Linked DNA regions of Mus musculus: region 2 is linked to region 1. Evidence: chromatin contacts called from public Hi-C data. All regions are on one chromosome and are shown on one strand. The core of a region is the stretch at or near the end of the contact, and the rest is flanking DNA. Distances in the headings are between cores, read along the strand shown. Region 1 overlaps Fign (fidgetin). Region 2 has its middle 65 kb from the start of Gm13575.

The links. A called contact is a pair of places that touch in the nucleus more often than the background predicts.
Region 2: a contact with region 1 is called in a Hi-C map of the N1E-115 cell line, with 7 times the contacts expected there. The contact joins two enhancer-like sites. A contact is called at or near these places in 3 of 484 Hi-C or Micro-C datasets (the HL-1 cell line, the N1E-115 cell line and neural progenitor cells).

Annotation. Positions count from the first base shown.
Region 1 is chr2:63,980,452-63,986,718 of GRCm38.p6, reverse strand. Fign (fidgetin) reads left to right here. Exons shown (of 4, transcript NM_001267846.1): 4 at 5,820-6,267. The coding sequence starts at 5,828. Among named protein-coding and RNA genes, the nearest start is that of Fign, 110 kb to the left of the region's middle. Within about 2 kb of position 4,253, at least 30 of the 459 cell types and tissues checked have an H3K27ac peak or open chromatin away from gene starts, as enhancers often do. A contact at or near this core is called in the N1E-115 cell line, where this site is marked.
Region 2 is chr2:64,456,077-64,462,488 of GRCm38.p6, reverse strand. No RefSeq gene overlaps it. Among named protein-coding and RNA genes, the nearest start is that of Gm13575, 65 kb to the right of the region's middle. Within about 2 kb of position 4,143, at least 5 of the 459 cell types and tissues checked have an H3K27ac peak or open chromatin away from gene starts, as enhancers often do. A contact at or near this core is called in the N1E-115 cell line, where this site is marked.

The DNA.
Region 1 (6,267 bases), core at 3,004-5,503:
GAGTCAGTTCTCTCCTTCCACCTATACTTGAGATTCAGGGTTGAACTTGGGCCATCACTCTTATCACAATCATCTTCATATCCTGAGTCACTTTGCTGGCCTTAGACCATCTTTATGTGCACAACTTTCTTCAGTATCTTTCTATTCCAACATCCTAGTTATGAATCAAACTAAAACTCTTTGGTATACAAAATAGTCTCCAAACTATAAGCACACAGTAAATGGAATCCCAATCTGGAAGAGAGGCAATTGTGTTTGGACTGGGATATCCTAAAAATATATTAATCTCCTAAAACAATAGTCAGAAATTTACAATAATAATAATGGTAAACAAAGCAGAAATTCCGTTGATTTAGCTTCCTTATGGAGCCCCAAGGTTTTAGATGCTGAATGCTCTCAACTTGTGTACTAAATAAATTTGAGAACTTCTGTATTGCATTCATACTATAAAACCCTTTAGTGTGTGAACCGAGTACAGATAAAGTGCCATGTGCTTTCCCCCACCGTTTCCTATCCTTTACCTTGTATTTTAAGCTCAGCCAACCTTAGGAAATGGAGTGAGGTGTTTTCCAGATGAAATGGGTCATGGTAGTCAATTTGCTGCTGAAAGTGCATAGACGAAGAGAGAGAGAGAGCGAGAGCTGCAGAATCTGGCCAATCACTAGTATTGCTCCTCAGTCCCTTGAAGAAAGGCAATGAGGAAACATCACACAGAACCGAGCCAGAGTCTGGAGCCAGGAGGTTTGCAGCCCCTTTCTCTGAAAGCTCTTCACTGCTGAAGCTGTATTTGGGGCCAGTGAATTTGGTTCTCTCTCCTTGAAATCTTGAACATTCTGTGTACTTGTGCAGCCCTTTCCCAACGTAAGGGATGATGAAGTTGCTATATCAACAGACCGCAGAGGCTCTAAACCCTTATAACTACTTTACTCTTGTTTATTCCAGCAGCTATGCTTTGTACAAAAAAAAAAATGATAAATATTGTAGTATGGTACTTCAAGTAGTTTTTTTTTAAAGTAATGCAAAGTTCAGAGTACAGTCACCCGCCATAATAGGCATGTTACCACAAAGATTGTGTCATAGAGCTACTCAAGCACAAGCCCTCTCTACACCTGTAATATTTGCCTTGTGTCCTTACCCTTAGGAGTCTAAGGAAACATAACAATGAAAGGTCCTTAGCAGGTAGAGGTGCCACCATGGTAACACAGCTGGGGCCTAGCTTTCCACACCTAGAACTGTTGAATCCCACAAGTGTATTAAAGTTGGGCACTAGTGCTTCCAGGTAGTTCTCCCAGCAACATATGCTAAAAATAGATTCTAGGAGACATACTTTTTCTTCTTCTTCTAATTCTCTCCCTTGTCTAAATATTATTCCCTTCACTTTTGCTGTGTTTTATTTGTTTTCTTTAAATTCTTGAAACTGAGGCAAGACTTTAGACATTTTGGTTGTTTGGTTTCCAAATGAATTAAAGACCAAAATGAAAGCTGTAAAGCAGCTACTGTTTAGGTACCGAATTCTAAGATGGTCAGCAATGCGAAGAACGGCAGATGTCATTCAAATGCCCACTTTGGTGTGCAAAACAAAGGGATGCACATTTAGATGTTCAGAGTTCATCCTGAGGTAAGAACAAGAGAACAAAATGGTCAGAGATTTACTGTTATATCTGCCATCTGTAGGTAACATTTCTGATAAATCATCAATAACTTTGTTAATTATTTTTAAACGTAAGTACCATAAGATGTGCCAGCTGTGGTAAGAAATTTCTCACCTTTTACAAAATAAAAAATATCATTTTGGAGCACTTTTAAATTATCTTTAAAATCTATAGCTATTGTTTTCCTATATTTTATGGAGGGGGAAAGGAGAAGAAAAACTATATGAGAGACAAGATATCTCTATGTAGCCCAGGATATCCTCTTATTCATGACTATCCCACAGCCTCCCAAATGCTAGAGTTAAAGTTATAGGCATACATCTGACTGTTCTCTGATATTTGTCTTTATTGTACTATGTATGATACCTCTAAACAACATTGGGAATTATTGTTCTGAAAACAAGTTTCTAAAGTGTAAAATAGCATCATTCTTTGGATTTTTTTTCTTTATATGTTCTAAGGAAAAATCACATCAAAGCTTTTTTGCTTTTCTTTTCTTTAACTCATCTCCTTGCTTTAGTACCAGAAGCCTTCTGCTCTCCCAGACAACGGTGATACAGTCAACTGGGGCACTGTATACCTTTGTTCAAAGAACATTTGGCGCCACATCTTTTCCACTTTGTCACCACCAGTAAACAAGATCAACAACAGCAATACATTTGGTGCCCTCCCCCAACACATAATGCTAAGATTCAAGCACTGGTCAATAGGCTCTTTATGTTCTCAAGGCCCCACCAGGGTCGTCAACACTGACTCCTGTGCATCTTAGTAACATCAGGGTCTAGATTATGGTTCCAAGGCTCTCCCAGAAGAAAGGAACACTCCTTTTTCCTTCAAGTTAAACAGACATCAGACTTACCTTTCTCACATTTGCTAAGGATATTGCTTAGTATGCATCAATAGGTAAACTTTCAGTTACATCAATAAACATATTCAATCCAGTAACTATCCCAATGAATTATTTTTGATGGATAGGATCTTTGCTTCATTTCAGAAGAAATATAAATGTTTGAAAATTCAATTAGTTTTGCTACATTAAAACTGCATAGAAATACCCAGTTTAAGTGGGCAATCTATTTTGTTCCAAGTGCATAGGCTTAGCATGTAAAGCAATGGTAACATTAAAATCATGTTTGCATTGTTATAAGCAATTAATTCATAAGAAAACTTTGCTTAAACCAAGACAGAGAGGCCCTGCCTTCCATTTTTTTTTTCACTGTTCACCTTTTTTTAAAGGTTATTTCTTTCTGTCCTGGCTATTAACTAAATCCAACAAGTAATCGCCTCAACTAAGCTGGAAGGAAGCCGAATCCGATCATTCTGTGTGCTTGCCTGTGCATGCATGTATGCTTCCAGGCACAGGCTGCACTTGCCTACACGTGCACTGTCCAGTAGTCCTGTGACTTCTAAATTATTTTTGAGATGCATATTCATTTTTATTCTTTATCTATTAATATGTCCCATCAGAGCACATGTGTTCTTATTTTTACTACTCAATATTTTCAGGTTTTTTTTTTTAAGAGGAAAAAAATCCTAATAGAAATTACTTGAAAATAATCATGGGATTAATGAATGTGTAGGTCTTTTAGCTCGACACTGCCATCACATTGATATTCTCTCCTTTATGTTAGGCTCGGAGTAAATCCCTTGATACTGGAGGAAGTTAGATACTGATTACTTGCGATTGGTTCCTGGTGATTTGCCCTTAATAATTTCCAGTTGAGTCTAATGAAAGTATGATTCCTGAAAAGCCGCTTCATTAAAATTGCATCCTTTCCCCCTTCAAGTGTAGTTCAGTCATATCACCCACTTTGTGGTGTGTTTTTCTCCTCTTAAAGAGTAATGACTGAGAAAGCAGAAACAATTAGATCACTTCACTTCTTCCCAGAGTCCCGCTCACCAACCCTTCCTTCCTCTTTCTCTGAGTGGGAGAATAAAAGTGTGCTTCTTTGGGGTTCACAATATTAATTTCCAAGTTGATTTGATTGTTTTACAGTATGTGTAGTCTTAAACAAACCTATGAATATTTGAAGTAAAGTGGGGAATATGTTGCATATACACAAGAACTAAAATCTTTAGTATTTTTACAAAACACACACACATAAAGACTGATTAACTTATACTTGTGCGGCATCCAAACTTAATTTCACTGAGTTGGTGATTTGCAAATGAATATCTGCATGGATCCTTTTTAAAAATCCAAATGCAAATGAGTCCAGCGGCAGTAAAATATATTTGCAAATGAATCCTGTTGCTTTATTCATTTATTGTGTAATTACTGCAATCCTTCCCACCTTGTTTTCAGTATTTCTTAATCATTAAGTCGGAAGCATGACAGCAGTGCCAGCCCTGGCATGATTCTCTTTGACTAAAACCTTGTAAATTAACACAATTAGCACAGCATCCTCCTGCTAATTAACTTCCACTGTCTGGTGCAGTGGTTTTGCAAACAAGGAAGACGGAGTCAGAAGGGAATCAACATGCCATTCTGTTACCAAACTGTGTGCTCTGTTCAGTTTAGCTCAGCGAGTCAAAGCTGGCCATGTCAAAAGCCAGAGTCAGGCAAAGCAGGGCTGAAGTGGTTGGGGGAGGAGAACAGAAAGGGATGGGAGCTGTCAACACTGCTGGGGAATTCAGAAGGGAAGGGAACGGATGCCACAGATGCCTCATTTAGACCAGGCCTTCCTCTTATCAAGGATTCTCTGCCAGAGGGCACAAGATGGTTTGCAGAATTCACTTTGAGTAATACAAAAGAGATTAGGGAGGGCATCTAACACAGCCATAGCATGGTAGGAAGTGTCCATTCCAAGTGAGCAGAGATTAGAGTTAAGATGAGTGAGCAAGCCCTGAAAAAGAGGAGAGTGGGGTTCCAGTACTTGTTGGTAACTAACTAGATGAAAGCCTCTTAAATCAATCGCTTTGGGCACTGCTTTTGTGATGTGTGAAGCAGCTAATTCCCAAGGTCTTTCCAAAGTTATCATTTAAAACGACTATCTGATTCTAATAACTGAGAGTTTTCTCTGAAGTAAGAAAATACTCATTTCAGGGTTACTACAGAGTCAGTGGCTTCAGTTAGCAATCTAGCAGAATGACGGGTTTATTCCTGTGACCTCGTGGATGAGTTGTACGCATCCACTTTCTGCCGTGGAGGGATCACTGTAGAAATGTAAGGGGCTAAAATCCAGTTTCTCCACTCTTTCCATCCCTTCTTCACTTCCTTTCTCTTTTTCTCATGTTCTTCCCTCCTCTCCTGGTATCTCAGTCTATTGGGGGAGGAGGATTATCAGAGGAGGAGGGAGAATCACACAAGAAGCCCGGACAGACAAGTGATGCTTGTTTTTATTTCCCCCCCAGACTCAACAACAGAACTGAGAGGCAAAAAGGAGCCAGTTGTAATTCATACCGAGTTGTAGGCTTTGTGCGATGAAAGCGGTGGAGCGCTGCCTGGGAGATTGCTTTGCTGCACTCCACGAAGCAGATTTGAAACTGTCGTGGGCCACTTTAGATGAGAGTTGGATTATGGAATGACCTGCTATGTCTGTGTCATATTGTTCTGTGCAGGGAGCATTATACTGTGCTAACTAGGTGTTCAGTACCAAATAAGAGAGGTATCCTAGATGCGATCTGTCAGCTGTGTCTCATTTTTATATTGCTAAAAATATAAAACAGAAACTGATGGGAAGAGCCAGAATAAGTAGGTGGCATACATGTTAACAGTACTGCATGCTGGATATTAAAATGTATGTGTATATGTTATTGCAAACAACCACGATTGAATTCTAATTTGACAGGAGTGTGTGTGTGTGTGTGTGTGTGTGTGTGTGTGTGTGTGTGTGTGTGTCTAGTATTCGTGTTAAATAAGTAACTCTATGGGTTTATGACAGCAATAAGGCTCTTTTATCTTTTTTTTTTTTTTTGATATCTACAGAGTTTTATTTTACATTGGATTTATCTTTTTTACAACGTTTAATGTCTCCCCATTTTGAAGAATTCATATTATAGAGATCACACTATGTATTACAACCTGGGAAGATTCTTATCCACCTCCATATTGTTAGTGGAAGTTAATAAATAGCAGATATAGTTGGGGGCGGTAGGGTGGGGGAATCTTTATGTGTTCCGAAGAATATCTAAGTAAATTTATTGTCTTTCCCGTCCAATTCTTAGGCTTGAAGATGCAGTGGACGCCGGAGCATGCCCAGTGGCCAGAACAGCACTTTGACATCACCTCGACCACTCGGTCTCCCGCCCACAAAGTTGAAGCCTATAGAGGTCATTTACAGCGCACCTACCAGTATGCCTGGGCGAATGATGACATATCTGCTCTGACTGCGTCCAACCTTCTGAAAAAATATGCAGAGAAGTATTCTGGCATTTTGGAAGGTCCCGTAGACCGACCTGTACTCAGCAATTATTCAGACACACCATCAGGACTCGTGAATGGTCGGAAAAATGATAGCGAACCCTGGCAGCCTTCCTTGAATTCAGAAGCCGTTTATCCTATGAACTGTGTCCCGGATGTCATCACTGCCAGCAAAGCTGGTGTCAGCTCAGCCCTCCCTCCAGTAGACGTCTCGGCAAGTATAGGGAGCTCCCCTGGGGTGGCCAGCAACCT
Region 2 (6,412 bases), core at 2,894-5,393, 480 kb before region 1:
ATTAATGCTTCCTATTTGGTCCTAGATCTGAGTTGCAGTGCGGTTTGAGACAGCAACTAAATTTTTTTCTTTTAATTTTTGATGTATCAGGTTTAATAGGATTACAAGCACATTACTGGGCAAGATAGTTAATGAGTGTTGAGAAAAACCTCTGTTTGGGACAAATGATCTGCGGCCCCTGCTAACTTGTTTCGTCTTTATGAGCTGATTTCTTACCGTGGTGATTTTAATAATCTACTAAAGACAAACGCCAACTTTTATCTAATTCCATTTCGCAACCTGCCCTTCTGTCCTCAACTCGGTTGGATCACGTTTTAGATGAAAGGGGTATTTTTTCAGAGAGGGCAGCGCTTCCCGCGTCTCGATTTGTGCCACAAAAATTGGGAACTTGAAATATTATTTCAATATTTCATATTTGCTTTCCACACAAATCAAAAAGGAGTATTATCTAGTTGAAACATGATGCCTCATTAAGTTCTCAATGTCGCCGGCTCCCGCATTCCCTCACTTCTTCCATCTCATCACAGTGCTCCAGAGATCGAAGGAAGCCTTGCTGCAGACCCTCAAACCCTTGAAAAGGAGGCAGTGGGATCGACCACTGTTCTGACTTCCTGTCCAGAACCGCCAGGGTGAAAGGCCAAGCTGCACTGTGCTGTGTGCGGCTCCTCCCTCCAGCTTCGAACTCCAAAGTACACTCACCTCAGAGTAGGAAAGAGGGCCCTGTTTTGGTGACTTGGTGGAAACATACAAACTCAGCACACTTGGGAAGTTGGTTTTAGATAGTGTTTTTAATAGGCCTCCAGATGGCCACATAAAAGCAAAAGGGTTATTATAGCAACTCCCAGCCGGGCCATTAGAGATAAAGGTGGGCCAGAATTTTCTTGAAAAAGAAAAAAAAATTCTTTTGAGGAGTACATGACCTGTTCTTCGGAGGAAAAAAAAATCTTCAGGGGATGTAGGGGACGGAATTCTAAATCCAGAAATTCAGTTTCGAATCGTAGTTACCTTTCCCAATGTTACATCATGCAAATCAAGTCGCTTATTTTAAAGTTGGAGTTTCAGCATGTAATCTTAGTCCTTCCCAATAATGCTGTGCAAGCTTCAGGTTCCTTTTTTTCCCCCTCTTTCCTCCTTTCCTTTTTTATTCTCTAGATACTGCACATTTCTACAGGGAAATAAAGTGAAGAAAGGAATAGGCAATAAAGAGATTCAGGAAAAACTTTTCATGTGGAAAAAAATGTCCTGTCTCAAACTATATATATATATATATATATATATATATATATATATATATATATATATATATATTGCACATGGCTTTTGAGCTGCGAGGTTGAAGGAGGACATGAAATGAAGGTCCCCCAGTGGCTGAACACCTCCTCATTGTACAATCAAAAGAGAAGCATTGAACGTCTCCTTTCTTTCCCTGCGGTCAGAAGCCACAGTAGCTCAGAGGTTGGAAATAGGACTGGCTGGCTTCACTTGGCTCAGCCATGTGATCTGATCTCCTCCATTCTTTTTTATTTTTTTCTGTAATTTTTTTTCAAAACTCTTCCACTATACACCAGTCACCATATTGTTCAAAGTTTTATTTGGGGGTCTCTGCCTGCACTCTAACACCACACGGGCACATACACAGTTGTTTGCCAGGAAGCAGAAAGACATGGTTACCCCCTAAAGCTGGCAGGTTTGTCTCTCTCCAGTCCTGTTCAACTTTCACTGTGAGTCAATTCCCCCCAGATTCCATGGGTAGCTAGCTCAGCTCGTTGGTGTGCCCCACTTTGAATGGTGTCTTTTCATCTTTTCTTGTGTCTCCTTGGGAATCTTGGTTAAAAGTTAGAGGAAGCAGTTTTAAGGATTACTATCCATCTCTTACTTTAAAATGAAGCATCTCTTAAAAGTTTCATTCCTGTTATTTTAAAATGTATTGAGGTATTTGAAAATACCTCAAGTTATGCAGTGAATATGCATATTTGCTGAGATTAAACAATTGTGATGCATGATCAAAAGTTTTAAATATTTCCTTCTTGCTTCTTTTTCCCAATAAAGCATTGCAATAAAGTGATGAGGTCTCCTTTGTTCCCAAAAGTGATACTGGGAATGCTCTCAAAATCCTCCACTTTTTTGCTGGAACAAAATAATCTCAAAATACTTGTGCTGCTTTCATATCCAAGTTTATTTATGCTGACTACATATGTATGTAATCATAAGAAGTGTTACATTGTTTTCAGATTTTAAATTCATGTGAATGCTGTATTTGAATTTTCACACACCATTGTATTTTCAACATGTATCCTTGTTCATGTGCATAGAATTAGCTCATTTATTTTAATTGCCAAATGGGCTTTCATTGTCATTATGATGATAACATAATTCATTGGTGCATTGTTCAAAAGAGAATTGGCCCCCTGTATTTTGTACTTTAGTGGATGAAAACAAACAATCCAATGTTTCATTGGTGGTGGGGTCACTTTGCTACTAAAAATAGTAAGGATATTTTGTTCATTTGAATGTTCTAAACTGTGTTTTACCATGCTGAAAAAAATGTGAATGACAACTTTAAGTCTTTCTAGTCACTCACATCCCTGTGCAGAGGCAGTCATTATGCACTAGTTTGACGAAGTAGCTGTAGAGAGACTTCATTAACGCGGCCATGAAGGGAAAGAACTGGAGGACATGAAGGGAGGTGTGGCTGATTCCTATAGAACAGAGATGAGAATCGTGAGAAACAAAGAAAGATGCTCGGCCTGATGGGTCCAACACTACTGACCATTATTTACCCGTTATGGTGACAATGCACAGACACAGCAAAGAGTCAAGAGCCTGGCAGTGCGTTGTGCCCATGGAACTTGGGAGAAATATTTTTGGGAAGGTTCTGCCATCTCAGTGCACTAACCACTGAGCTATAACTTCTATGACCAGTAACATCAGCCTACCCCATCATTAAAGGCCATATCTTTTGTTCAAGCTTTCTGCTTAGGTAGTTAAAGACTTGAAGTTCTATTTAAAAAGTAAATGCAACTATGAATTTTAAATGCTACGGTGCTACTCAGTGTCGAGAGAAGCAAAGTTTGTTGACTCGAGGTCACTAATACCCATTTACCAGACCAAGTACAGAATGTTGCATGGTAAGGCATCATTTAATAGAAATTTAGGAATGGCAGCATTAAGGCCATTATCAGCAGCCTCTGATCTCTAAGAGTGTAATATTTCAATACACCTGTTCAGTAGGGTCAGCCGAGTGCAGAGGCAAAGTAAACATGTGCCTTTCAAATATATTTCAACTAATATGGGGCATAGGTAACCTTGCAGAAATCATGTTTTCACCCATCTGCCACAAGGCCTGAAATTCCTGTTACTTCGAATCATTTTCTCTGACTTCAGGCATTTTATGTAGAAAAATCTATGATATGAAATAAATAAAATTAAGTACTAAGCAAGTGATTATGCCTTTGATACTCATTTAAACTTTAGTGGAACATGGGCCTTTGAGATGTGGCTTAACAGGTAAGATCGTACATTGTTCATTCCAAAGGACCAGAGTTCAGTTCCCAGTGCCCACAAATCAACAACTCCAGGGGAACCAACCTTCTCTACTGGCTCCTGTGGGTACTCCGACACCTGCACTGCATAATCACAAAAAAACCCATGAATGAAAAATAAAACCTAAAAATGAAGGTCTTAAGCCCTTAATGTGAGTTTGTTCATAAGCTTTATTAGCAAATATAACTTAACAATATCAGAAAGAAAGATAAAAGCTAGGGTAGTTGTGTATCCTGATTTGATGAGTAAAGAGGAAAAAAAGATTATATTATAAAACTTAAAACCTGGTGAGATTGTCCATCCACAGTTGTGTATGTGAGTGTGATTGCATGGACACATGCGCAGACACCATAGGTGGTGGTAAGGATGTATTGTATGAGAAAAAAATCTATTTTCAGAAAAACATTAAAAAATATTGGAGGACTTAGAGCATCTAGAATACTTTTGACATTTTCAGCATGCCTTTGAGATAGAGAATTGAGCCTGAAGGGTTAATACCATTTCCCATCTAGAACAAATGCCACCCACCCCCTCAGTAGCTGATCTTGGCTAGATTCCTACCCAACTTCGGCCACTAGGAGGCAGTATGTTGTAGCAATTAGAATCTTAAGTTTTGACATCAGCTAGGCAAGGGTTCCAGACTGAAGCAAATAGGAGCTTGGAACCACTTTCGGCTTCATTTTTCATATTTTGAAAAAGTGGGCTAAAATCTGTTTACCACCGCATTGTACCGTGAGGATTAAATGAGATAGTGTATGCCGATTGACTGACATACACTTGATGTTCACAAAATCCAAATAAATCTAATTCCTAAATGATACATGGATCTATTCCAGCCGGAGGATATTTTTCTCTCTCACCCTTCTTCACTCACCTAGCCTTCCAAACTTCTCTCTTCCAAACAAATGCCGTGGACCCAGATGCAGAAAGCGTTCATTTTCATTAGAAGACTCTGGCAGGAAGCCAAAGCACTATCATCCGCTCATCTCCCGTGCATCTTAGTTCTCCTTTCATCTAATTACAGAGGTAACAGCAGGGGAAAGAGGTATCTTTTCAGCTAATGGAGGGAATGACTGAAACCCAGATGAGTAAAACCCTGAAGGGAAGGAGATCAAAGCTTGTAAGTTCAGAGTCCTTCTATCTCCCAGCTAAACTGCTGGGACCAAAGGGAGAACGTCAATGATTTCCTAACATCCGCTCATGTGCTTGTGAGTACCCAGATCCAGAACTCTTGCCTTGGAATGTGATGACTGTCTCACTGGGCTGCTCTGTTCCGCGGCATCAAGATTTCCCTTTGCATCATCTCCGGCTGTTTCATAGCACACCCTTGCTATCTGTAACAACGGAACTAGTCACTGAGCACTCTCTATCCGTCCTATGTTTAAAACATGATGCCGTGAGAGTCATACTTGGAAGAATAAGTACCAGAGAAGGCCCTTGCCTTTGTATCAATATCTCCTCTTCAATTCAGCTATCCAAAGTTGCAAATAAAATTTTCACTGAGGGATCTCTGGCAAATCGACCTATTGTTCCTATAGAACAACACGGAAATTTCCATTCTTAAAATTGAATTGACATGTAGAAACTACACCTTAGTTTCTAGTCCTTAATACAGAGCAGACTGACAACAGCCACTGTCTGGGACTTATGTAGAACTATTATTCTGCCGTCAACAATTGGCCCTGTATGTGGCTTAGTCAAGGATCTCAACTTCAAGGCTTTAGCTGTTTTGATGACTTCATTTATAAATTATTTCCCCAATTCTCATCAATCATCCACTCAAAAGTAGTCTGTCTATAAATTTCTTGGCATGTAAATTAGTTTTCCTCCATTACTACCTACTGAGAAAAGAATTTGTGGGCAGTTTAAAATTTGTGCTTATGACTACAGTTCTTTCTCATCTTTTAGAGTTTTGATACCTTTACAGTTTAACATATGACAAGGTTATAGATTCATAAAAACACCATTGATTTTTTTTTTAGGTTCTCCCCAAGATCAATCCCATGGTCAATTCATCTTGAAATGTAAGTGAATGGACTGCGGCTCTAAAGTCACCTCATTTGGAGGAGAAGGAATCCTATACTTGCCCTTAACTTTTCTGGGCAGACATTCAGAAAGAAACTCTGGCCCGTTAAGGAGCACAGCTGTACCCTGCAGGAAGAATGGAAAGGTCCTAGATGGGGTCTTGAATGCATGTCCTTACATGGTTCACATTGCAACCTAATGTACAGTTGCAGACCACCCCACCTGAGATAATAAATGAGAGACTCTCAGGGCTGTTGAGCACTTTGCAAATTTTCACAGTGGCTCAGCACAAACTTAGTTAGCACAGGTGTTCACATAATTGTGATTCATTGGAGAGATTCTCAGTGCTCAATAGCCCTCTCACTCCCTCTCCTCCTAGGGGGTGACTGAGTGTGAGTATATTGTGGGGAAATGTGCCATGCTGTCGGGCTTCACTGGTGCTTGGCTGAAGGGGACTGGGTTGATTAAAAAAGGAAAAAGAAAAAAAGAAAAAAGAAAGAAAGAAAGACCAGCTAACTGTGTCCAATTCTCTTCCTCCATTTGCTTAAGTTTTAGAAATGGCAGGATGACATGTATCCCACAGTTCCAAAGATGGAAACTAACTTTACATTGTAAGAAAGCAAAGCAAAGCAAACAAAAAGCTGTTGCAGAATTGGATAAGACTACTATGACTTTATACTGGGGTTGTTTAAAACGATTAAAGTTAGAAACAGTGAAAATGTCGCAGTTCTCATTTTTCTTGCTTTGTGGCTGCCATCTTCTGGTGTGGGGTGTGCTTGGTGCTACCCAAATACCACTCTGATCATTTTCAGATTACTCACCATGGGGAATAGTATCCCAAGGT